4 separate regions of the Anas platyrhynchos genome follow, and regions 1, 2 and 4 are each linked to region 3. The links are chromatin contacts, called in public Hi-C maps. All regions are on one chromosome and are shown on one strand. Each heading gives the region's core, a stretch centred on a gene start, on an enhancer-like site or on the middle of the called end of the contact. The rest is flanking DNA. Distances are from core to core; before and after follow the strand shown.

The links. A called contact is a pair of places that touch in the nucleus more often than the background predicts.
Region 1: a contact with region 3 is called in a Hi-C map of small yellow follicle, with 5 times the contacts expected there. The contact joins two enhancer-like sites. A contact is called at or near these places in 6 of 8 Hi-C or Micro-C datasets (F5 follicle, liver, skeletal muscle and 2 more).
Region 2: a contact with region 3 is called in a Hi-C map of skeletal muscle, with 2.7 times the contacts expected there. The contact joins two enhancer-like sites. A contact is called at or near these places in 4 of 8 Hi-C or Micro-C datasets (F1 follicle, skeletal muscle and subcutaneous adipose tissue).
Region 4: a Hi-C map of F5 follicle shows a contact between it and region 3, with 4 times the contacts expected there. The contact joins two enhancer-like sites. A contact is called at or near these places in 6 of 8 Hi-C or Micro-C datasets (F1 follicle, F5 follicle, liver and 3 more).

What each region holds. Positions count from the first base shown.
Region 1 is chr2:124,720,129-124,726,871 of IASCAAS_PekinDuck_T2T, reverse strand. SKAP2 (src kinase associated phosphoprotein 2) reads right to left here. Exons shown (of 13, transcript XM_027450966.3): 12 at 4,719-4,820; 13 at 1,792-4,279. The coding sequence ends at 4,728. Among named protein-coding and RNA genes, the nearest start is that of SKAP2, 120 kb to the right of the region's middle. Within about 2 kb of position 2,586, at least 1 of the 8 cell types and tissues checked has an H3K27ac peak or open chromatin away from gene starts, as enhancers often do.
Region 2 is chr2:125,026,981-125,033,642 of IASCAAS_PekinDuck_T2T, reverse strand. No RefSeq gene overlaps it. Among named protein-coding and RNA genes, the nearest start is that of CBX3, 87 kb to the right of the region's middle. Within about 2 kb of position 2,207, at least 7 of the 8 cell types and tissues checked have an H3K27ac peak or open chromatin away from gene starts, as enhancers often do. A contact at or near this core is called in F1 follicle and subcutaneous adipose tissue, where this site is marked.
Region 3 is chr2:124,883,466-124,889,750 of IASCAAS_PekinDuck_T2T, reverse strand. It overlaps SNX10 (sorting nexin 10), which reads left to right. Exons shown (of 7, transcript XM_027450965.3): 5 at 280-378. Among named protein-coding and RNA genes, the nearest start is that of SNX10, 29 kb to the left of the region's middle. Within about 2 kb of position 4,015, at least 5 of the 8 cell types and tissues checked have an H3K27ac peak or open chromatin away from gene starts, as enhancers often do. A contact at or near this core is called in F1 follicle and subcutaneous adipose tissue, where this site is marked.
Region 4 is chr2:125,047,849-125,054,970 of IASCAAS_PekinDuck_T2T, reverse strand. No RefSeq gene overlaps it. Among named protein-coding and RNA genes, the nearest start is that of CBX3, 110 kb to the right of the region's middle. Within about 2 kb of position 5,405, at least 1 of the 8 cell types and tissues checked has an H3K27ac peak or open chromatin away from gene starts, as enhancers often do.

The sequences.
Region 1 (6,743 bases), core at 1,337-3,836, 160 kb after region 3:
AAGACTTGCTCCTTCCCAAAGGGTGAAAAGAAGCTGGCATTTCCAATTTTAAAATTGACTTGTGTTGGTATACCTTTCAGGTGCAGTGGTTATTCTTCTACTTTGCTTTGGATCCAGCTCCCTGTGGATTTATCTTCATGGGGTGTTGACTACGAATTCCACACAGCACAAACAGAATTGCCTAGATCCTATTACAAAATCATTCCTAAACAAATCCATAAAAGGCTACAACACAATGATTTACAGCTTATCATTACATGTTGTGGTTTACAATGTAAAGGGGGGGGGAAAAGAAATATATACTCCTTGGCACAACTCAGTTGGCTTAGAAAAGGAGCATCTCTTTGACCTGCCCATCCAGTAATCATCTTGGCCTCCCTTTCCTTCTTCCCGTAGCAAGGAGAGACTGGCCAAGTCACAGTTTCATTCCAGGAGCATGAAATACTGCACTTATAACTCAGCTTAAACCCTTTAATTTAAATCTGTGGTTTGAAGTTGGTTGCTGTTGACCCCTCACAAAATAACATGGGCTGTAGGGTGGGAAATGCACTCTGAAACAGAGATGTAGATTTGGCAGAGCGCTCTTCACTGAGCTCAATGACAGTGTTTTTCCAAATAAAGATGGAATGAAACAGACATCTGTCTGAGAGATGTCAGCCCCAGAGAAACCCTGGTAAGTGAAGGTTTTACAGTTTATCAGTACATTGTGCTATGTAAAGTGGAAAGTTGTTTACAAGGTTTCTATGCATACACTTATTCCCCCAGTTTCCATATTAATAAATTTTTCATCAACTTGAGGGAAGGAGATGAGAGAAACATCAAATGGCTCATGCAGCTGAAGTGTACGCCTTTGTCATCTACCTGGGTACTTTCATCCCATGTTTTAATATTTTACAGCTTTCCTACAGATCCCAGTGAGCTTTATCAAACCAGGATTCTCATTTACACCCACAACTTCATTTTTCTTTACCTGTAATAGAAAAAAATGAATTTCCATCTTTTCGCTACAGAAAATTCAGTGCATCTCTTTTATTTAGTTCAGGTTATGGAAATAATTGCGTCCTTTTAAGAAAGAGGACAAAGTATTTCGCAAAAGACATTTTGAAAACTGTAGGGCCTGGTTTTGAGCTACTGTTTGGGGAGCCTGATCCTAGAGAAACTGAATTCAACAGTTCTTCAGTTCCAGCAGTTTTTGGATCAGGTTCTAAAGGGTTATTCTTTATCCTCCTCCTAATTCTGCATCGCTCGCAAACTGCAAAGCAAAAACAAACAAAGTTCATGCATCTGGCTTTAAATATAGAATGGGATCTTAATTAGTATTCACATTCAGCTTAATTCCAGTCAACAAAAGTTTTTATCATGAAGAGGGGAGAATAAAAGTAAGCTGATGCACATCAACTGATCTCGCTGATGGAAGAGCTGGTGCATACACTACTACTGGAACATGTAATTGGTGGCAGTACGTACAAAGAGGTAAATCCTAACTAGGTGCTGGTCAAATATGTGAACCAGTTATCTGTATGTAGAAGTACATGAAAAAGTACCGGAGTGGCGTGGTTATATCTGGGCGCCTCTGCTATAAAAAGCATTTGTATTACCCTTACTTCTCTGAATAAATTCAAATGACAGCCCCATTTCATTTCTTCATTCAGTCTGGAGGCCAGATGGCATTAGAATCATTTACTTCACCTTGTTGTGCTTAATTACTACAATCAACACACTATTTTCCAAATTAATCATAACAAAGTAATTTCATTAGTAACACAGCAGGCTGTTGAATTATTAGCATCATAACAGTTTGCAAACAATTAAACTTTATTTGAACCTTAAAAATTTGCAGAGTAGAACATTATTGTAAGATCTAATGGCAGTATAGTACAAATTCAGAACAGAGCAAATAATCAAGTAAAACGCTGTACAAAATATGACTCACAACCACCTTTTTAAAAAATTAGCTGCCTGGCTGTTCACAGAAAGGCGAGCGCAACCTAAGCAAACAATGAAAATGAAGCGATTAGCATTTTCTAACACCGAGATTTGTTTAAGTAGCACCAGCGAAGGTTTTCTTAGCCAAAAAAGGTTACGGCGGCTGCACGGATTTAAAGCAAACAACCCGCCCGCGCTCCACCGCTGCTTTATTCGAGACACTCGCGGTGACTTTCCGAGCAGCTTTCTGTTAGGTCTCGGGTTTTAAGGCAGCTCGTTTACCTCCCCCCCCCCATGCCCGAGAAGGGGGGCAGAACCCCCGAGCCGCTCCGCAGACAAAAGGCACTTTATTCCTCCCGCTGCCGCCAGCCGGGAGGAGGGAGCTCGGCGGGCCGGGTGCCCATCCGTTGGCGAAGGACTCCCTCTCCTGGAAAAAAGGCAAAAAGCGGCGGCGGGGACGAGGGGAGGGGGAAGGGGGCCGGGGCCGAGCCGGGCTCCTCCCGGTGCCGGCGAAAAGTTGCTGCCACCTGCCGCCGCGGGCGCGCAGCGCAGGGATGCGCAGGGATGCGCAGGGATGCGCGGGGATGCGCGGCGCAGGGATGCGCGCAGCAGCCGCCCCCTCTCCCAGCCCCTTTTTGCCTTTTCCAAGCACACCTGCCCACGGACCGCGTTCGCCTCGGCCGATGAAGGAGGGTTCACCCCCAAAAGCTAGGCGGTGCGGGAATTTGGGGCGCCGGGAAAAGGAAAAGCAGCTCGGGGCGCAGAGGTGTGGGGTGTTAACGAGGGAGAAGGGGGTTTATGGCTGTGGCATTAAGGCCTTACCTTCTGTGCACAAGCCCCAAGTAGACTTGATAAAGTAGCACGAGAGCTGAAGACTCTAATCTATCCTTTGAATGCGTCACTGATAACGTCCAGAATAAATCGCAATGAGTATCTCTTTTTTAAAAATATATACCAAAACTCTGTACCTTCGTTGATTCCTGTTAGGATCCAGTGTACTAGGAAGTACCAGAAATGACCTAAAACAAGCACAGCACCTGAGCTTATTAAAAGGACCTAGCCCTGAGTTTAGGCTAACGTTACCCTTTAACCCACAGTGTTCCCAGGGCCTGCCTGAAGCATAAACAGCACAAGCAGCTACAGGGGGACCTGCACAGGCTCAGCAAGCCTCAGACTGGCCTGACCTGCCTCCTTGGCAGATTAAGGGGCCCACAAATCAAGTCTGGGGGAGGATTCAAAAAAAGCTGATCTTCCATGCTACTAGTCGAACACATCTCCAAAAGGAGAGGTTTAATTAACTCTACCTTGTCCAACTCCTTGTTCACAAGTGAAAATATTTATCTACTTTTTTTTTTTAATGTTTCAACTGATGCTCATAGCCACAAAGTCCTGACACTAAGAATGCAGGCACAGCCCTTTTTAACTCAGAGCTGAAGATGTCTGTTGAACAACTTGCATCAGAAATTCCACACAACAGGGTATGCAGATTTTACTCTGTGGAAAGTACAAGCAAGGTAGAGATAAAAAAAATAGCATTTCACCACCCACAAAATCACTCATCTACTTTTTATCTCATGTTGGCTTACCAAAAACTGTTGTCTTTAATACATTATCTTTGCCAAATTTTCACAAAATTCATACCTCCAAGTCACAATGCTATCAGCACAGTATTACCCCACGTAGACAGATTTACATCAGCAAAAGAGCCAAGCCTTCATTTTGTAGTACCGTAACAGTCATTAACATTAACAAAGCTAAATATAGAAAAAAATAAATCATTGGCTGAAACTGAAACAAAACAAAACCAAAAAACAACCAAACAAAAAACACACTTGGAAGCAGAATACTTTGAAGACTTAAAATAGTACACAGAAATTTCCTTTGATTTTCATAAAAACTGCAAAAAAATGTACAGTGAACTACTACATGAAACAGTTAATTCATGTACGAACTGTGCAATAGTTTTCTACTTTTGAAGTCCAGCTTAATTTTTTTAAATCTGAGTAACAGGTAAACACAGCCAAACTCCCTGAAAGAACACAAATGTATAGCAATACAGAGTGCTGCTATTATGCTTAAGAAAAGAGCAACAGGCACTATTTGACTGCTTGTGCTCCATATGTGAATTACCATGGATTTCATTTCCTAGCATTACAATTCTATAAAAAGTGACTAAGAAGAACATTTCCGTGGAATTATAATCAATTACAGTTTTTAATGTTTAATATATACGAGGCAATGATCTGACTACGTTTGCTGAAACCACAAAATGTGTACGGCACAATCTTCTTCCAGAGGTCGGGTCTGTAAACTGCAGCTGTACACCACTCTTGATTTCAAGTGCAGATTTCGCCTGATTAGGGAAAGGGAAGTTGAAAGCATATCATTAACAAAAAAACTAAAACACACGTATAAAACTCAGTCCAAATACTTATCCCCTTCCACAGATTTCTGCACAGATACGTACATATTACTGAAGTAGCAAAACTAACTAGAAAGCACACCAACTTTGTTTCACCCAATATACATATACATACATATAGATACATATACATACATATACATACATATCTGGAAGAGAACTGTAGTTATAAAATACATCATCTTTTGTACACTGTGGTTTAATATTTCATACAGAATCCCAGAAGTGCTTTAATTGAACCTTCAATATATTTTGCCATAATCTTTATGTTAACAGGACTCTACAAAGGTTCCAGGAAAGAAATACTTATGAAACAGAGAACAAGGGAACATATAAGCCATTACAGAAGATTGGATTAAAATGTACTTACCCAGGCCTCTCAAATATCATACATCTCCATTATGTAGGCTTTAGGCACCAAGCCAATGGTTCCCTTCATTTCTCCTACCCACCAGCCAAATCTATTGTACTCCTAATTGAAAACAATATGCAATATTAACCTTTAGTCTGATATAAATGCAATAGAGTTTTGTATGCAACTCCTTATGGATGCTCTCTCTTATATACAGTTGTTATCATTTCAACTGAAAATTAAAACATTATATCTTTTTGTTAGAGGCATTCACAGACAGAGTTAGGCAAGGATAGAAGTTAAATTTTAAAAAGGCCTGGCATGCTCAAGAAAATTTCTTAATCATGGCCACAATTCTCTACAACACATACTAAAAATAGCTGACCTCTCCATCCTGTATTTGTCACATATATAAAAATCTCGTCTTTGTAACTGATATCTAATATCATGATGTTGACATACAGGAATCAGCTGGGATTCTTTCAGCATCGCAAGACTAAACTCTAAGAAACTTACAGACAACTTATTTTAAATAATAATTTCCCCAATTGTGAAGGGAATACTATAGATCTAATACACAATCTCTTTCTATGGACGAAGTCTACTATTGCTTTAGGCCCACAGAAAATTCTACAGCAGATCTCATATGTCTGACAGATGACTAATGTACTTTTGTTTGAAATTTGTTTAGGCTTAGTGAGATAAATATGAAACAAAATGAATTATAATAGTTTAAAGAAATAATATCTTCCAAAGCAATACCAAGTAAGAGTATTGTGGGATCCAAATTTAATTTTTTTCCTATGAGGTAAATATTTTAAGATCAATCCTAACAGCAGTTCAATAAATTGTAACAGCTGAAATTGCACACACACATATATTGAGTTACAAATGAAGCATTATTAAAACAGTGACCCCATTCAAAAATGGAATGATTAGTAAGATAGAAATTACTTTGGAACAAACATGGAAAATACAAAATACACAGATATCTCTGATAAGCAACATCTGCTTCCTGCTACGCTGCTCTTCTGATGAGAAAAGCAAAAGGCTGTAGGATTTCTGAATTAATGGTCCTACTGAGATGACACTATAAGCTATTATTTTGACTGTAGATAAGTTTTTCGGTTATAAATAGTCAAGTGGAGCTTAAGGGTTAATGGAGTTTCATTACAGCTCGAGCTATAATGATTTGCTGCTGGCATATCTGGCCTGGTGGAGAGTTCTCTAGGGTCCTATGAGGTGCTTAGTGTACTCAGCTCTCCCTGTGCGTAACTGCGATGAAGCCTTGTTGATGGCTCACTTTCATGTTGGCCCAGGCTTTTTTCTTTTTTTTTCTTTTTTTTTTTTTTCTCCTAAGAACATGCAGGCAAGCAGACACACACACACTTTTTTATTTTCTTTTCATGAAGGGCTAAGCACCGGTCTTAAATTAAATGTTTTCTTCCTTCACAGTACAAACAGAAGTTGGTGATTTAAAAGGTTCCATCCTACTATCCATAAAATACTGCAGGAAGTGTGGCTTAAAGAAAGCCCATGCAAATAAATAAATAAATAAATAAATAAATAAATAAATAGACTAAAATAAAAATAAAGGTAGCAAAACCTTCTCTTATGATGCAAACTCATAAACTAGAAAGCTGCAAAAACAATTTCACCTTCCACTGCCGTATGGACTTGTGGTGATAGATCTGGTCTGAAAGTTGAGAGGTACCTGAGCCTGACTCACCAGCGAGAAAACTCTAAACAGAAGTTAAGATCTCATAACATTTCCCTTGGGGCACACGTTACACCCCAAATCCTTAAAGGTTGAATAATACCCTGACACTGAAGTTTATAATGTTCCAGATCAGCCTGTTTAAAATTTGTATTTTATCTCAAAGTACACTGGTTAAATATACAAACTGTATTTCTAGACTAAAGTGGGAAATTGCTGAAAGGAGCAGTGCTCACGTATACTACTGGAATCTTGGCAATAAATCTCTCCTAGAGAAAGAAACAAAAGATTTTAAGCTGCTACATGGAAGTCATGAAGAGCCTGAC
Region 2 (6,662 bases), core at 958-3,457, 150 kb before region 3:
CCCTCCAAAAGGCTATTCAGTAGTCCAAAGATCGGTAGCTGTAATTTGCATTATATAGCCTATTAAGCAGCAGCCACCCCTAAATTAAATATAGTGGTACTGCAGCCGCAACAATGCAAGGTGTTTCCCTATAACCGCACTGATTAAACAGACACCAGGCTTCCAAGTCCTTTTTAGCAGACGTCACACTGCACAACGTAAAGTGGCAGGCAATTGGCCAAAAATGGTTAGCAAAAAGGATTCCTTAGACCTCCAGTATCCAAATATAGCCCTGGCTGGTCACATGGGCTGCCATACAGTAAGTGCTCCTCACTTTACCTACCCTCTGATTAAGCAGTTTGAGCTAAAAAGCATGTACTTAGAATAGCATTTCAGCTTCCAGCCCAGCTCTATGAAGTGTATAATCTTGCTGTACCTTCCACATTCAGATTGGCAGGAAAGAAAAGTTGGTTTAGGTTTCTCATGAGCCCAAAGGGGATGATTAGCTACAGAAAACCAACAGAATATGAGATCCCTGATGTTTATGTATATACACATAGACAAGCACACACATATACGTGCATATATATATACACATATAAAAGCAGTGCATCTCTAACTTACCACAGAACACAGTGCAAAAGAATGCAGAACATGCTGTAAAAGCCTCACTCACTGACAAACTCCATAGTACATACTGATTTTTAATATTAAAAAAAAAAAAGCCATACCTTACTTTACCTAACCTTTAGCAATTCCTGCCTTCACGTTATGCTCATTATGTCGAGAGCCCATTGGTTGATTACGTCCTCACAAGAGCTCCGTGGCTGCTTACACGTCAAGAGGCCGTGCAAAGTTTCTGAAGAGAGATGGGCCTCCATTGTGCTGCTGCCAGACTCCAACTTCAACTGAAGTGGAAGGAAGCTGATCGTGGCCTGTCCCTTCTCAGCCCTCAAAGCCCCTGTCCACGTTGATTATAATGCAGGCATCAAGTAAGTTTATAAGACTTTGCAAGTGTATTAATAAATGCCATTCTCACTCGCCCTTCCAAAGCGCCCCCTCCCAAACAGCGAGGCTCAAGTATCACGGTACTGACTTACAGCAAATCACACTGTTTTTGGAGAGGTTCAGAGGCTTGGATTTAGGTAGTAGCTATTACCTGACCCATGTTGGGGTTTTTAAGGTTCCTAAAGAGGAAAAAAAGCTCAGTGCCACCAAGCAAAGCCACAGCATTCACACAGCCAACTTAAACGCATTGAAGTTAGAGCAGGGCATTATGTCAGCGCTTTTTGCTAGGCGCACGGAGCCTTCCCTCCAGCTCCAGCGCTGGGTTCAGGTGCTGCTGTTGCACCCTCACAGCTCAGCACACCGAGGCGCGGCGCACAGCACCTCCACACACCCCCCACGCCACGTCGAGCCGGCCTGGCCTCGCTCCGACACCCCCCGGCCACCCTGAGGCAGCTCTCCTTTCCCCCCCAGACACAACCCAAGACAACTTCGTGGCGTGAGGCCGGCGGGGCGCCTCACAGAGCCTTTATTCCGAGCTGGGGTGGGTGCGGGTGCGGGTGCCGGGCTGTGCGGTGCTCCCACCTCTGCTGGCCGCTCCGCCGGGCCTGCCGTGACGTGTCCAGCTGGGGGGGCAGCAGCGGCAGCAGCAGCCCCCGGAGACAAAGTTCTGTAGTGCACTGACTGCTATCGTAACCAGAGTCGGAGTGTCACAGAACTTTGCTTCAGGAGACCAGACCCGCCTCGCGGCTCGCCTGCGGGGAGAAGGGGCGACAAGAGGCGAGGGGTTAGCGACACGGCCGGGGAGGCACCGCGGCAACGGCCCCGAGCCCCCTGAGCCCCCCGAGCCTCCCTCACCCCTCATCCCCCCCCCCCCCCCTCCTCCTCCTCCTCCTTCTCCTCCTCCGCCGCCGCCGTTACCGCAGCGCTTCCCTCAGCCCCGCCGCCGAGCGCAACAGGTCCGCCCCCCTCCGCCCGGCTGAGCCGAGCCCAGCCGAGCCGAGCCGAGCCCAGCCGGGCCGGTCCCGTCCCGTCCCGTCCCGTGCGGGTGCCCGCGCCCCGCGCCGCCCCGCGCGGCCCCGCGCCGCCCCGCTCCATCTTGACTTTTGCCGACGTGGAAATTTTGGGTTCGGGGACGAGCCGCGCTCTTATTGGCCAGCGCCGGGAGGGGTCGGAGGTCACGGCTGCTGTCGCCGCTCCGCGCCAAAGCCGCCCGGCGAAGGCGGTGCCGCCCCGCCTCCCCCCGCACCCCTCCCCGCCGGGCGGGGCCGCGCCGCTCCTGAAGGGAGGGGAGGGGGGAGAGCCGCGCGCGTGCCCGCGGATCTCGTCAGGGAGATGGGGGTGGTCGGCACCGTGGGCACCGTGGGGATGGGGACGGAGCTCGGGCAAAGTTGGAGCAGGGGAGAAGATGGAGAGCGCCGGGGGAGTGTGGGTCCTGCCCGAAACCCGCGGGGTGTGGGAAAGGTGGAAGGTCCTGCCTCAGCCTGACGCCAAGTGTGGAGGGTCCTGCTTCACCCTGCCCTAATCCCAAAATGTGAAAGGTCCTCCTCCACCCTGCCCAAATCTCAAAATGCGGAACGTCCTGCTTCACCCTGCCCTAAACCCAAAATTTGAAAAGTCTTCCTTCACCCTGCCCTAACCCAAAATTCAAAAAGTCCTTCTTCATCCTGTCCTAACTCAAAATACAAAAAGTCCTCCTTCACCCTGCCCTAACCCAAAATGTGAAAAGTCCTGTCACTCTGCTCTAAACCCCAGTGTCAAAGGTCCTCCTTCACCCTGCCCTAATCCAAAATACAAAAAAGTCCTCCTTCACCCTGTCCTAAACCCAAAATACAAAAAAGTCCTCCTTCACCCTGTCCTAACCCAAAATATGGACGCCCCTGCTTCGAAACACCCTCTCCTCTCCCTCTCGAGTCTGACAGGAAAGCTCAGGTGGATTGGTTTTCTGAAGCAGATGATTCCTTCTCTCTTCATTTTATTTTATTTTCTCTGAGATTTCTTCTCTCTTCTCTCTTTTTTTTTTTTTTTTTTTTAATTTTCTCCAAGAGTTTGCTGCTTCTGGCACCTTGCTCTCTCGCTTCCCGCAGCTATTAAGAAGGATTTCAAAGTTCGCCTTAGCACAAAGTTGGCTAAATAAATACGCGCTGAAAAATAGTAATCCCTGCCGCCATTCATCTCCGTTTACACCAAATTAAATTAATTAAACATAAAACCTGCCCTATCGATCAGCTCGCCCGCCAGGCTTGGGCAAAGCTGCTGATGCAGTCAGCGGTGGGGATAACCCACCTGCACCCAGCTTTGCGGCCGTGTAGGCCTTGGCTATAAAAATGCCCCCGCGTGTGTCAAGGCATCAGAGCAGCCCCAGAGGGACACTGACACACGGCTACGTGGCCGTGAGGTGTTGGGATGGGGAGCCAGGGCCCTGCCCCGTAACAGGATCACCGCTCCCCACACACACTCCCTTGTATCATCTTTGTCTAAGCAGGACCCCAGTGATGCTGGTGAAGCCAAGCCTTAGCTGGCATGTCGGTGTCTGAAAGGGAAATAACATGAAAAACATTTTTTTTGTTGACATTTATATTTTTTCCAATGTAACATTTGGGGAGGGAGAATCCCAGAAGGATCTCTTACCTTTAAATACTTATTTTTTTCCTCCTCTTCTTCAGCTCCTTTGTCTGCAGAAGCAGAAATCGCAAGTCCTCTGTGAGCCTTCCCGAGGTGTTTGCAAAGCGTGTTCCTCCCCGTCCACACCTTCATCATGCCGTTTGCTCTCCAGCCCTGTCCCAGTCATTTTGCCACAGGTATATTATTTCCTACCTTCCCATTCCCCATCTATCCCTGGTCCCTAAGCGTGCAACCCCTGTGCTAGGCCATGGCGTTGGACTCAGCTATGCTGTTGCCACTGCCATGTGTAGGGGAATATTGATTTTACAGTGTGTATGCTCTGTAAAAAATCAATATCTCAGTAGATTGAGCAGAGCGTGCATCAGTGTAATGGAGCCCAGCCTGCTAATGTAACATGCAGGGGTCCTCATTCAGAGATTGAGGTCAGTCAGAAAATGGAAATGTGTTTTCTTATTTTATTGTCTGTTTCAGATTTAATGTAGGTGTTTATGTTCTAGTGTTTAACCTACAGCAGGGCATAGAGTTGCTTTAAAGTCATATCCAACAGAATGTCACACATTTCATGCAACATACATAAAAAAAAAAATACGCCTCAGGCGTACAGCCCATCTTTTAGAGCTTAATAAACACCCTCTTCCACTTACCCACCCTATGTCCATTAAACAACGGTTGTGAGGAAAAATCAGTAATTTTTGTTTCTTCAAAACAGAAATAATTTTCTGTCATTGGGTGCAGACTTGGGTTCTGGGTATGTAATAAAAGACATGCAGTGCTTTTAACAAACCCTGATATAAAGGCATGTATTAATGAATATCGTAACCGGGTATAAGTGAAAAGAGTGAAGGAGGAGAAATAACAAACATATAGCACAAAACCAGAGGAAAAACCCACACCGATTTTAATGGACCTGGGATGTTAGCCAGAATGTTCTCCATGATACATTATCCGCTTTTTAAACCGTTGCATCATGCCTCAAAATTTAGCAAAAGTGCTTCTTGAAATGGCACGTGAAACCACTGCATTCTCAGGCTGAGAGTCAGGGTTAGTGTAAGCACACTGTTGTTGCACATCTCTGTAGAGGCTTGACACAGCTTCATCATTACTTAATAGTTCTATCCTCTGTCTTTGTCGGAGGCTATTGCTCACCTAGCAAATACTCTCACTGCAGCAGTGAATGCAGATCTGTGCAGTGTGCACAGGACTGAGTACCACGTTTGTGAATGGTACAATGTTTAGCACTGAAAAATGTGCAGTCAGAGATGCTGGGGGGACCCACATGTTCAGTAAATAGATGAAGGTGTTTGTTGGTCCGTCATCCTCTTCGTTAATTGGAGACTTTCGTTTGGCAGTCATAACTGGGGAGGTTTGCAGGACTGGAGTAGTAATGTCTGCTTCCAGTTGCAGCTCTGGTTTAAGACACAGCCAATGTAAAAGGCTTCCAAATGTAAAATATTGTTACGTATAGGGGCTTCCTATACCAGAATTTCTCAAGTGTCAGTTGATTTTCTGCAGTCACTGACCACTGATTTCTAGTATGTTTATCTATCTCCCTATAACGAAGAAATTTTCATTGTTTTCAAGCATTCAGGCTTTTTTTCCTTACAGAAAACTGTAAATTTCAACTTTTTTTTTTTTTTTTAAGTTCAAGAAATCGAAAGGAATGGTAGTAATGGTAGTATTACCAGCTTCTGGGAACCTATGTAGTTACCACTCTTAGGAGCATACCTCAAGATATGTCCTGATGTCTTTCAGGTATAGATTAAAAATAATGCAATACCATAGAATGTACAATATATAGGCTATGATATAATTTTATTTAATTCTAGAATGTTTCCACATACAACTTTGATAAACTACAATAAAAATGTAATTCCAATTTAAATGATAAGGTAAAACTTATAGCTGAAGATTAAGAAATAATACTTAGGGCTGAATTTTACCTTAAAAATCCATCTTCTTTGGCTGCATCCTTCCAACCAGGAAGATTCAGGAAGGTGGTTAACACACAAGTCAGGCAAAAGCACGTAATACAAAGAACCAAGCTGTGACATTTTTGTGAAGTAAGTATAAACAATATTTCACAGAATGTCAGCTTTAACTTAAAAGGTGGGAAAGGTTTATAATACAATTTGCTTTTATGAAGAGAGGACTCCATCTTCCAAGGGTCCTTCTCTGCCAGTTATGAAATAGCAATTTGTGCTCTTTTTTTTTTTTTTTTTCATTTTAAAACAATTAGTATATTATAAGAATTACTATTTAAATGTAATTTGAAACCAGAGGTATGCAGGATGGAAAATTAATTGTCTCATTAGCAGAAGCACTTTTTTGGTATTCATGCCAATAAGTAAAGGCTCGGTCATAAACATCAATCAATATTATAGAACGTTTTAGAACAAAAGTAAACAATTTATATTATGACAATTTGTAGCGCTACTTATTGATAAAAGAAAAATGATACATATAAACTCAGTAGCATATCACTGTAATTCTTAGTTATTATCTGGGATTGTTTGCTCTTGATTAAATATGATTTGTGTTGTATCTATGTAATTCTGAACTTCTTTATTATAATAAATGTACATTAAAACTGCATTATAATATCCTAATTGTGAAATTGCTGTTGAGTAGATTACGATTATGAGCACTGTAATGTAGTATTTTACCCAAATGCTATGTGTCCTAGTGCTTAAATTCCCTTGCATCTTAGAACCATAAAACTATTTGATAAAGTAAGTAAATAATGATAGATTGTGCAGGCATTTCTGTGATAGGTCAGAAAAAAGAATCCAGGTTTCCTGAGTTCTCCCTCTCTCTCTAAAAATAAAGTTCCTATCTCTTTCTGTCATCATAGAGATAAGTGATTGATCTAAATATGATTTTGATAGCATCTGAACACCACAAAATAAAGCAAGATCCGGTATCAAAACTTCAAGATATGAGGGCATAACATGGCAAATTTTTCAGTTAAGTCATTGGAAATCTTTCTCTTGATTTTAATAAAAGTTTTATCAATGCATAATGTGCTGGCATCAAGTGTATGAGTGGTTCCATTA
Region 3 (6,285 bases), core at 2,766-5,265:
TACCTAGGATGTGGTTAGGTTCTCCAAGGGCTGTAAATGACCTAGCCAGGCATGCCTGCAGGCCTAACAACTGGACCAGAAAAATCTGAGTTATTTTTCCTTTCAAGTTGTGTCAGAAGCCCCCCATTTTCTTAACTGTGCATTCTCAAATTCAGTTTCCTGAGCTTCTGGAACATGGCTCATGAATTTCAAATGCTTGGGGTTGGCATTTTCTTGCAGCATTTTTCTCCGCTGTTTCGGTTTTGGTTTTAACTGTGTGTTTGCTTGTTGTTTATAAAGACAGTTACCCGAACTGCCATCTAAAACTCCCTTTTTCAATATGAACAATCCGCATCACGTGGACCATCGTCGGCAGGGTCTGCAAGAATTCCTGGAAAAGTAAGTACAGCTTATCGCAGAGACGTTGGCATTTTTATGATGTCATCAATTTTCCGATTGAACATAACTCATCTCCGGTGCGTGAGAGCCACCTTGTGGTCGTCTAGATAGGCAACTCATTTGGTTTTATTTTTTGCTCTATTTGCACAAAGTCATATTTCACATACATGCCTTCAGCTCTGCCGGTTGCACGGAAGCCTCAACTTGGTCTTTTCTATTGTGTTTCATTGACTGATTAAAATTAATAGCTTTGGATTTATATTGAATTGTGATTCAGAACTAAGGTTGAAAGGTCTTTCATAGTGATGTCTATTTATAGCTTCCAAGAAAGAGCTAGATGTTCTTATAAAAGAAATAGACTTCTTTCCATCTGGATATTCATGGAAAATGAACACCTCTTTAATGAACCTTGTGGGCTAAAACACTGGGGGCTTGGGTAAGTTTTACAGTGAGATCTCCTAACACGTACACTTCTTATAATTCCAATTACCGTGTTTACCAGTCCCACTGACATAAACAAGCTCTAGCAGCTGTGATATTTTCACTACAGCTGCAGTCTGTATAAGATCATTCATCTGTGTGGTTATGTAAAGAGGTAGTGTAAAGGAGCAGTGCAGTCTTAGCTAGCCTCTGACTTGAGTTAGAAGGAGGCACAGTGTTAGTTTTAGTACTGCAATGCTGTAACCCCTTTATCACATGCAGTGGCAGAGACCTTGTCGGTGTAATCTTCTGCTTTCTCTGCCATTCTCTTAATATCCTGCCACTGCTGCTATGAGTGCAGATCTGTTCAGAGTTGCTACAGCAGGAACTGTGAGCGAGTTTTGAGGTTGCTTTAGCCACTGTTTGGGTTAAGGGCATGGTAAAACAGAACAGAGATATTCGTCTTCTTTTATTATCAGTGTTTCCATGAATCAGAACTGCGTAAGCAAAGGAAAAAATAATCATTTAAGTAGGTTTTAGGCCTTGTGGTCGGGGGGCAGGGGGAATACTGGACCACTGTTTTTCCACTCAGTATATTATAATTACAGGTTTCCCTAACAGATGATAAATGATTGATCCTAAGGCATGCATGTTAGGCTAAATAACTGAAGGCAGGAGGAGCTAGCCATTGTGGGAGCTGCAGGAATATTTGTGTGTACAGTTATATATGGGATCTGTGCCAAAGGGATGGTCACTACATGCTGGTTGAGGACTTACAAGATGGGGAAAGGAAAGCAGAAAAGGATTAGTGTTTAATTCTTCACCTCACAAGAGAAAGACAGTGAACTAGTGATGGTGCTTCCAGGGGAGAGAGCACTAATGGCCAGTCAGACCACAGGTAGTTCATGTCCCTGTGTCTGAGCAATTTTTAGCGGTGCTTACACAGCCTTAGGTGTGCTGCCCCACGGAGCAGCACGTTTTCAAAATCACTCATATATTAAAATAGTGAAGAGGCTCATCTGTTAACACGGGACAATACTGCAGCATCAGAAATATTTACAGCTGCTGTCAGTGCTTCAGAAGACAAGACACAGAGGTAGATTCTCTAAAAACAGATCATCACTCTCCAATTTTGTGGATGTCTGTGTCTTAAATGGGTACTGACAGGAGAAAATGACAGCGCGTTGAGCATGTTACCTTACTGCTCTTAGTCCAGGAGTGAGAAAAGAGGCATCTCTGTCGTAAGGGGATGATTTAAATGTTTGAACTTGGATGCCATTTGGAAAGGTGTCGGCTTTTCTCTCAGCCCGGGGGAATAGTTGGAAGGAATTTTCAGAGATACAGTTGTGTTGTGATGAATTGGCTTGGCAAATTATGTGCCGTACCATTGCCCTCTGCTGGCTGGCATGTCTGATGTACTGCTATTTATAGAAGGCATCTTTTTAGTGGCTGAACTAGGCTGCCATGATGCTTTTTTTTTTTTTTTTTTTTTAATAAGTCTGAACCAAAGGTTGTGATTTCTTTCTCTTGTGGAACTCATTGATGAGCACATTGTCTTTAAATCTTGCATGTGATCACTGCTGATTTTGGACTTGCTCCAGCTAATACTGCTGACACCATCCCACTTCTTCTGCCTTTACATATTGGCAGTTTATATAGAGAGTGTATATATATAGCTTATGCAAAGGCAGAAGAAAAAAGAAGTGTATATAAAAACATAAAGACAGACTTGATTTTACATGAAGTCCGGGTATGGATGCTACAAGTTCTCTGGTGTGGCAGCGACAGGGGAAGGCAGGACCTCCCTGGTATATTGGGAAGGGAGTAGGAAAGGAGCCAGAACACAGTTGCATTGCTCAGAACCACAAAACTGAGTGCCTCATTCCCCCCAGCAGTGGCAGCAGTCATCGTGCACAAGCTCACAGCCTTCGCTGATATTTCTTTGTGACAGAGGGAAGGAATTGGATCCTAACCTATGTGTATCTGTCAAGGTGATACAGGAACCCAAGCTATATTCAGTACGCTGTGAGAGCATCAGGATCCGAGCCATACCTGACAATGGAGTTCAGATTTTAAACCCTTTCTGTTCCTGCCCGTTGCTCAGTGTGAGAAGGTTGCTGCAGCCTCTGCCAGGACGGTAGCCACATGCCAGAAGTGTCAGTTCCTGTCTTTTATCCTGGGAACACCTTCACATCACCTGTATGTAGGCAGCTATAGAGTCCTCTTGTCCTCCTTCACAGAACTAGGTAGCACGCTGAGGCACTTAGAATGGGCCTTTTTGTAGCTTCTTCATGCTGAGCATGCCGACAGCTGGAAACTAAACCAAAGCCTTAGAGTTTGGTGAAGCCTGGAAGTGGGTTTTGAGTTTTGGTTTGGCTTTACCACACAAATACAGGGTTGGACCTGCTTGTCTTATAGGTTATTATCTCTGAATGATGAAGAGCTGTAAGGCTTACTTCTTGTCTGGGCATAATTTAATATTTCAAAAACCCATTTGCATTAACGGAAGCCAGCCAGCCCATTTTCAATTATGAATTACTTTGTAAGAATAAGGAAAATGATGTGTGTTTTTTCTGGTAGGTATCCTCATGGATTTGAGGATAGATTCACTGGAAAAGCTTATTCTTAAACTGGAGGTCAAAATTAAAACTACCTTATAATGCTGGGTTCTGTAAGATCTTGTTTGCTTTCAGCCCTGTTTAGCTGCACAGGTTTAACTTTGGGATTTAGATTTCCTGCAGTCCCACAAGCAGAAGCTGGTGTAAGTGTTGAGAAGTCCCCATGGGGACAGGCAGATGTGGAAAGTGGGAGACTGGCTCCGAGGAGGATGGATCCCAGCCTGCCAGGGCCTCAGAGGCTCCTTCGTCAGCGCAGAACAGGTGGCAGCACTGGTGGCCGTGGGGCAGGTAGGATTTCCTCCAGTGGATGGTGGCCACCTCTTTCCAGTGGAGCTGTTCCGAGCAAAACCTTGAAACTATTTCCTCTCTGGCGAGGGCAGCAAATCCATTGAAGTGAATAATGCTTTGCAGGCATGTGTCGGTTAATTCCTAAATGTATTCATTATCAGATCCTAAACAGTTGCTTCACAGTTGCTTGCTATCAGTAACATTTCCTCTGTTATAAAAAATGAATGAGGAGACACAGTAGGCTTTTTAAAAGGAGGAAATGAAGCTTTGTTTACTGCGGAGCCCTGCGCTCGCTGCGAGAGGCTGAGCGGATGTTCAATAGAGGGCACCACAGCCCAGGCTGTGATCTGCTGTCTCTCAAGTTTTATTTTCCCCTTTCCCTCGTGATATGATGTAAATGGGCAGAGTAAATTTGTTGAAAACAAAATCGGAGTGTTAACCTTCCACACACATACAAGTGTGCATCTGTCATTGTATTAGGTTACAGTAGATACAGGAAATCTTTAGTTAGGATTAAGTTGTACTGTTCGGCCATATGTTGCTCTCCTCCAGCAGAGCAGTGTATAATATACCTAATAAAATCATGTTGAAGAAAACCAGATTTTGGACCCCGTCCAAATAAGACAAAGCACATGTTTTGTCTTTTGTAAATGCTCTGCTGTAACATGGGGAAGGAGAAATGCTCCTCGTGTACTGCCCGGCGTTTCCTCAAAAATGACGTTATTTCTTCGGGTCGGAAAGTCGCCTTTTCTGCCCTTCTTCTTTAAAGGTCTAGAGATCACGGGCGTTTACTGAAAGCTTACAAACAGAGATCCGCATGGCCACGAATAAAAAATGATTTTATTATCTGTAATTCAAACGTAGAGCCTTATCCTGCAGCCCCCTTAATCACATAAGCAGTCATTATGCATGTGAGCAATCTGGCAGAGAGGAGTGAGATCTCTGACAAGTAATGACTACTGATGTGATGAAGACTTGCAGGATTTAGCCTTGCATTCTTATTCTAGGCATGCATAGAAAGTCTGCTGTTCCCTTGAACGCGGCCAGGCAGCTTGTAGGAGTTAGCAGAGGGAGCCGTGACTCCTGCAGCAGCACGGCTGCGGGGAGAAGCGATGCCACTCGCTGCAACTGCGGCTCGGCACTGACACCCGCTGCAGTAAAACTCCTCGAGAAGCACTCTGCTACTGGTTGAGTTCACACCACACACGTGTATCCGAGTAGTAACATCAGGGCATTCAGCCTTTTCTCCTGCCTTCCTCATTTTGAAGGCCTTGGAGCCAAACCTGCTTTTCCCACCAGCTCCCACAACGTGTCCCTGGGACAGCAAAGGCCCTGAAGGGCGGCTGCTGTACCAGCACTTAATGCCACCACAGCATCTGGTGACAAACGTGTGGTCGTTTCCTTGCAACGGGAGCATTTCCAACAGGAAAATGTAACCCTTACGGATAGCACAGCATTTATTTTTCATGTTGATCGCTTGAAGGATGCAATTAAAAAGCGATCCAACCTGTTGGTTCAGGTGAGGGGGGGGAGCAGAAGTTATGTTTTAATTAAAAGAAGGAAGAAACGTTTCAAGGGTATGTGACTGGGTGAAAGGTGTGGGTATATTTGCTTGCAGGAGGGCTTTAAATGCGTTGCAGAATGCTTTGTGTGTTTGGTATCCTCCAGCCCGCCCCCAAAACGCGCATGTGGGATTAGCCTTGTGCACATTGAATTTCATCCCCTCGGTTTCCCTTCACTCTTTCCACCTCCAGATGGCACTGTGAAGCAGAGAAGAAAATGACTGTGAAATAATGAGTCCAATGTAAAGTAAAATTGGAAATTGAATTATAGCTGCAGAAAAAGGACGGTAGCCTTGAGGTCCTGATCAGTCTGTACTCTTATCACTTTTGTTTGCTGTTCCCTGTGTTAGGTTACCGCTGAGTTAATAACAGGGCTTTAGCAGTTCAAGGCTTAGCAGAATTGTACTGGACATGAAATAAAGCTAAAATGAATTTGTGTCCAATATCATTGACATTAGTGCTCATTACTTCTCTGGTGTAATGCCTCAAACCATCTAAAATCAATTTTAAAGATTACCCATTATTTTATAAAGAAAATAAAATACGTTTCAAGCAGCAACAAAGCTGTAAGTGTGGTGTAATCTCATGAGCAGTTAGTTACTTGTGTTTTCGCTGGTTGGCAGGAAACTTTTGAAGGTAGAGGAAGAGGAAAATCTGTGAAACTGAATGCCATGGGCAGAATTTAATATCTTGGCTTTTGCTGTGTTACTTTGTATTAGACACGCAAATGTTAGAATTGCAGCAATGTGCATCCCCTCACTGTGCTCCCAAGCCTGGGAAAACTGGTAACTCATAGTTACTCCAGAGTAAGCTCCAAGATGTTATTTTTTTATACTTTTTTTTTCTTTTTTTTTTTAAGAGGAGGAAGAGAGGGAGGAGAAAATTTACTCCTGCAAGAGCATAAACTATAAGCATGGATTTATTGTGTGGGATGGTTATTTTGTCTTTTACTTTTTGTCGCAATGTTTGTCGTCTTTGGGAATTTATGTTTATCAAGAGTCAAGGCTGAGATCCTCTTT
Region 4 (7,122 bases), core at 4,156-6,655, 160 kb before region 3:
CAGTGAAGACTTGACTTTTACTGCTTGTATCCCTTATGCGTGATTTTGTGGTTGTTATCCAAAGAAAAATCATCCTCACCTTTGGAGACGAGGACCATGTTTATGTGGCCTTTGTTTCTGGCATTTTGAGAGATTTTTCTGCCGAAAATCTCCGGCATTTCTGACAGTGTGGGTATCCTACGTACCTACATTAAAGCTGGAGAGCTCTTCCCTGCTACTCTTCTGCTGTAAAACTTGTGGTTTGGCCATAAGGGCCATTGAGATGACAAAAGAAACCATAACTAAGACAGTGATTTATTGCTAGAATGATTTTTTCTATTGCAATATATACAAAATGAACATTTTTATATCTGTTTTTACCTCATTTGGCAGCTGAGAGTTTCAGTATGGAGAGCTGCCAAGAATTACGGTAAAATAAAGCCTAAATGATTAATTCTGTCCGCAACTGAGGGTACAAGATCAATAGCTAACCATCATCTCAAATATCTCAAATCTGGGGGGGGGGGGGCATCTCAAATTTGGGAAGGGGGGAAAGAGAAGAAGGAAAGAGAAGAGGATTTTTTTGTTTTGTTTAGTTTTTAGTTTTAGTGTTTGTTTTGTTTTGTTTTGAGATTTAGGTTGGCTCTTGGCTTTGCTTTTTTCTTTTTGTTTCTGAGAGTTGGTGTCACAGCAAGAAAACTCACGGAGTTACCATACTGTGAAGCCACAGAAAGTCTGATGTGCTGGTGGCTCCGCAGTATCCTTCCATTCCCAACAAGGGAAATATTTCATACAAAATGCCCATTCCTCTACTGATACCAACTGGTCCATTGGGTAACAATCGCAGAGCCTTCTGTCCATGTCTCTCCTCTCTTTGTGGTTTCATCCGTCCTTCTCCCAGGCCACTCTCCAGGTGGCACAGCCTCAGGAGTATTGATGAAAGGAGCCTTGAAACCGAAGGCTGGCCCACCTTTGCACTTCTTGATGTCAGCGAGAATTGCAATCACTGATTTTGAATTTTGCAATTTGAATTGCACCGACTGATACCAAGGGTTAGCATTGCTTTCAAATGGGGAATGAATGAGTGTGTATTTAAATCAGGTAGGACCCAAGTACGTAAGTTTTACTCAGGTATAAGCTTTGCTCAGGACAATATCTGCCTCTTCCCTCTGCTAACGTATGAAAGAAAACAAAGTGAATTTTTACGTCCAATGTGGTCAGAAACACTGAAATCCTCACTTTCCAGTCCTGTACTTACTACTCAGTAACTCTAAGGCAAGCCCTTTTGCTTGGGCAGACTAGCACCATTCTGAATTTTTACCATGCTTATTGTGTCTCAGCACTTGATAAAATGTAACCTGAATTCTGAACTTCCTGTGGCTTATTAGTTGAGCTTGTGTTTATAGAGAAAATTGATTTCTCAGCACAGTAGCATTTATTTTTCCACATCTCTTGTCTTCTCTGGGCAGGAAAGTTTGAGATTTTCAAGACAGGCTTGAGAATAGAAAGTGCAGAGGTGCAAACCAAATAATTCTCTTTTTGTTTGTAATATATATATATATATAAACACAAGGAAAAAGAAGAACATTATCTGACCAAATATAATTCAAGAGCCGGAATGGCTTTTTCTTCATTTCTTTGTTTTGCTTTTGATAATTACGCCGCATCCCTATAATATATTCTACACTAAATTATTTATATGCACTTTCAACCCCAGCCCCTGAGTCACATTGTAGTTTCTGATTAGCAATAATAAACATACTTCCTTCTTTAACATGTCCCTTGAGAAGTGGCAAAATAAAAATATTTATCACCGCCTTTGCTGTCTCTAAGCTTTGCCCTAGCTGTGGTTGTTGAATCCCAATTTTTTCCCCTTTTTTCTTGTTCAGGCACAGAGTATGGAGCCAGCTAAGCTCAGACAGGGATGTGGGGCTTGTTGTGGAGGGACACCTGTGATGCTCCAGGTGTGGGGCTGCCCTGGGGCTCTGCCGGGCCTGCGGATGTCTGGGCACAGGGTGTAATGCAAAAGGGAATGTGGTGTTCAGAGCTCACAGGTTTTGGAGGAAGGAGGTTTCCTCCCATAACTTTTGGGAAATGGGGTCAGTGAGAGGTAATAAAATACGTGTCTGTAGGTCATGTCATTTTTAGAGTCCTGTCTGAAACTTTTACAATTGCTCAAATTTGTCAGTACAGATGGCCAGTTTAAATACTGCTTTCTAAACCAGGTTCCCAAAAGGAGCTGTTTTTTAGTGTTCCCCATTTAGGATCTCCAACCTGAGCTGCATGGACAAGCCCAAGCGCTCTGGCAGCCAGAAGGGACAACCAAAACTTTTTTTTTTGTATGTTTTGTTTTGTTTTGTTTCCACAGCCTTTCATTTTGACTTGCTAAGCCACTTCAGAGGCAAGGAGTGCTTCAGACCTTTAGCACACTCAGGGCTTTATTAACTGCTGTGGCTGGGGTATGTTGGTCTGTGTCCAAACCCCCTCGGAGATGAAGCCATCTATCCATAGATCCTCACTCAGCAGGAGCAATATTTACTTTTTTTTTATTCCTTACTCAATGCACACAGCATTGTGTATTATACGAGCAGCACGAACAGTAGATAAATCTAGGTTCTGCTCTTGACACACGATGGTGTTGCTAATAAAAGAAAAACACTTCAGACAACTTTTGTATAAATCATGGTTAGTTTAGTAGAAGATTAAACAATACTTTGGTCCCTCGGGATATTCATGAACAGATGAAACATTAACCACCGGCTCTTAAATGTTTTATAAATCTGCAGTACACCCTTGCAATGCAGAAATAAATAAATAAATACATAAGAAAACATGATTTATAAGGCAGCAGGCCATGGAGGGGCAGGTACCTTGGCAGAGACCGGGCTGTATGCTAGGTAGGGCTGGCGCATTTCACTTACCAAAATCTGGCATGGTCTCAGATGAGATGGGATTGTGCAGTGAGGGATGTTTTGTACAGTAAGCGTGTCATTTATTTGCCTGTGTGGAAGAGCTGCCCCTCTGACCTTGCAGGAACCAGGCTGCAGACCAGCACTGGGTGCAGTGACAACCCAAGGGCACTCCCCGTAGCCTTTTGATGCAGACGTGATAGGGAGCATCCCTTTTATTATGTAGGTGCATGGGGTCGGTCCCTTTCCATCCCCACCACCCGGACCACTCAAGCAGCGCACGGGACCTCCCTGCGCGCCCCCACGGCGAGCTGCGCTGCGGGCCAGCTCTCACCTTTCCGCTTCCCACCCCAAAAAAAAAACCTCAAGCTGGACACAGCCCGGGGTGGGCTTTGCCCCCCTTGGCTGCCGGGGGCGCGGGTGGGCGCTGCGCGGGCGCGCAGGGCGGTGGGCGGGCGGCAGGGGGCGCTGCGCGACCGCGCAACGCCCGGCGCAAACCCTGCGCCTGCCCCCGCCCCGCGCGGCTGCTCCGTGTCTGCCCCCCTCGCGTTACCCCTTGGTAATTAGGCAGTAATTAGCGGTAAGTAAGTACTGCGCGTCCCTGGCCGCGCCCGGGTCCAGCTCTGCGCATCCCGAGCTTTAGAGGTGGGCACGCACGGAGCTCGCTCTGGAGGGGTCGTGTTCCTGTTGCTGCGCCTTTTCCTGATTTAAAAAGTAAAAGCTGCTCTGGTAAAAGTCCGCCTGACCCAGCTGTGCGTGAACATGTCGAGAAAAATGTATGGGCCTGAGCCAGCGGCTTCAGCAGTGCCTGGGCCAAATGGTATCTGTGCAAATCCAAAAGGAGAAATGCAAATTAAATGTGCATTTCCCAAAACCAGTCCCAGATTGAAACAGTCCCAGATTGCTACAATTTAAAAGGCTGAGGTCTGAGCCTTAGGAACACAGACCGTGTGCTGTAATTGCACAGAGCCTTTTTATTTTAGCCAGCAACACGAGCAAAATAAATAAGTAGATAAATAAGAACTGCTTTTAAAAGCGAATGTTTGTGTGTGCATTCCTTAGCTTGCCGTGGTCTTCCTAAGATGCCTCTTTTGGACTTTGGGAAATCAGACCAATCGTACTCACCATGTGCTGTCACTTTTACATTGTTTAAGTCTGGCCAGTTATAAACTGAGAGTAATTTAAAATTAATTAACCATCATGGCCTGGCTGTCCATTTCTGTTCCATACCCTCTGATACTGATCCTTGTGCTTCTGAGAGTTAAATAACTTTATTCCCGCACTGCTGGCTGACGGATAACAGCCCGTGTGTTTTGTTTCCACAATGCAGTATTGTTCGGGAACATAACAATGTAGTGATACTGTCAGGTTAGAGCACTAGCAGCTTATTATCTCATCAGGCAATCATCTCAAGTTTGGCCCAGAATATTTGTGAGCTGTTGTTCTTTTCATAAAGGCACAAATTAATTTGAAACCCGAATCTTTCTAGGGCACGGAGCAAAGCCTGCCCTTAGGTATGGGCAGGCAAGCAGTGACAGGCAGGCAGCGATGCTATGCCAGGTTTACTCCAATATAAAGTGAAGCTTTGGCTTCGTAAAGAAACCTTTTAAAATGCCATATTTTCCGTGTGCTGTGCAGCTGTCAGAGACCTAGTCGTTGTGTTGGTAATGCGACAGCTAAAGAAAAGTGGCTCATTCTGTGTTTTAGGGCTTACCCCTATCAGCAGATGCTGAGGGAGGAGCCCAGAAGCTCAAATCAGAGCCCAGGAAACACTTTTGCTTTACCTTTAATCTAAAACTGAATTTCTTATTCTGATACAGAAAGAAATGCTTGTGCAATGACATATGCTCACATAAATAGGTATTCAGGCTAGCACACTGAGGAACTGGCACCTTATCCGAGCTGCAGTCTCTCATTTCTCTCCAGCTGCCCTAGCAGTCCCTTTTCCCCATGGATCCAGCCAGCAGGACCAGGGAGCAATGCCCAAGAGCTGTTTTACACCCTGGGCAGTGACAGGGCTGCCCATCCTGATAGCCAAAAGGACACGTTTCCCGTGCTCCAGGATTTCTTGCAGCCAGAGCCCATTTCCCTGCCTGCACGGTGAGGGTTTGAGGCCAGGCTTTCTCCTGTTCAAGTTGAGAAATCTGCACAGTGACCCTGAAAAATGCAAAATAAACAGAAAAATACGACCATCATTTGGTTTTGTGCTGATAAATTCCTCAAGCCAGGACTGGAACTGCCCCAGCCACAGGACGTGCCACTGAAGTGCAGCAAGCCGAGCACTAACCCTGCATCACTTGGCACTGGGCTGAGCGAGGCTTTGCTCCTGCCCGTCACTGAAGTAATGAATGGGGAATGGCTACATGGTGGCAGCGCGGCCAGCATCTGTCAGAGCTCCCCGCCCGCCTGCCCGACAGCCCAGAGAGCAGCCCATCGAGAAACTTAATAAATAAACCTTTGGAGCTCCCACCCCTCGCCTCCTGCCAAACCTGGGGCTTGGCGTGCTTCAGGCGCAGTGCAGGAGTGTTTTTGTGATGCCTCAGCCTTGAGAGTGCAGCCAAACTCTCCCTGCTCCTGTGTGTCTGTTCAGAGCATCTCCATCACCTCTGGCTGCTGTCAGGCCTGTTCACACGTGGAAAATCTCCATCAACAGGTCTCTTCTGTCCTGCATCTCTCCCAAGGAGCTGGAGATCTGGTGTTAGCAGGTCAGAGGAGGTTTGTGGCCAGGGAGGGGCACAACACGTTGGCTCCTGGGGACTGGCATTGTTCATCCGACTTGTGTTACATGTGATTCAGAAATGTGAGGATTCAGAGCATCTGAATGCCCTTTGCTTGTGAAAAAAAAAAAAAAAAAATACAATGCCTCAGGTGGCTGTGATGAGCATAGAAGTCCTGCCCTGTTAAACAATTCCCTTCACTCCGTTCCTTGCAAAACCATTTCATACGGACCGACTGCGTGGTTACCCTGCACTGGGTATATATATATGCCCTCGGGGCACCATTTGAGACATTTCGTACAATAAAGAGGGCAGCACCCTAACAGATGATTCCCACCTCCACAGATAGGAAAGGCTTCTCTGTCACAGGCTGGGAGAGAACATTAAGCCTAATTCAGTGACCTCCCGGATTTCCTCCTGCTGTGAGAGCAGTGTTGAGAAAATCTGTTCTGGGACTTCAGTGAATTTATTTCCCAATAGACTCCTGACAGAATCTGGAATAATCAAGAATAATCTGTTCCTGCACCCATATCATCACTTTCTTGCACCCACCAGTGTGAACCCAGCACACCATGTCTGCTGGGGCAGTCTGGGTACTCTTTTTTATTTATTTTATTTTATTTTATTTTATTTTATTTTATTTTATTTTATTTTATTTTATTTTATTTTATTTTATTTTATTTTATTTTATTTTATTTTATTTTATTTTATTTTATTTTATTTTATTTATGTGTGTATGCAGGCTGCTGGCCTGCTAGGGACTACATCATAACCAGGCCAATTCTTTTCACAGAAGTAGTTAAAGAGCCTGGTGATCAAGCAGTGATGGGTCCAACCCCAATGTGCTTTCATCTCTATCAGCTTCCATTACTGTTTTCTGAAATATACACCATGATTGATATATTTTCTCTCAAAAATAACATTTTAGCTATAGGAAGAGGGCCCACAAGGTGGCTCAGGTGGAAAAGAAATGCAGGGTTTTGATCCCTGGCTAGTAAATGTAGGACAGTGTGATAAGAAAGTACTGCTCTGGAACAACTGCTTGAGACTGTCCAAAAAGACCTGCTGATTTGACTCCAGCTAACGATGGTGAGGTGCAGAACACCAAATCACTGCCTGGTGGGCTGAGGAGACCTTGTCTCACACCCATTCCAGAGACCAAGGGCTGAGACACAACAGCCTGTACATGCAAAGAAAAGTCATAGAATCATGGAGTGGTTTGGGTTGGAAGGGACCTTAAAGACCATCCAGTTCCAACCCCCTGCCATGGGCAGGTACACCTTCCTCCGGACCAGGTTGCCCAAAGCCCCATCCAGCCTGGCCTTGAGCACCTCCAGGGATGGGGCATCCACAGCTTCTCTGGGTAGCCTGTTCCAGTGCCTCACCACCCTCAGAGTAAAAAATTTCTTCTAAATATCCAAACTAAATCTACCCTTTTTTAGTTTAAAACCATTACTCCTTGTCCTATCATTACACTCCCTGACAAAGAGTCCCTCCCCTTGTATCCTTGTGATCCA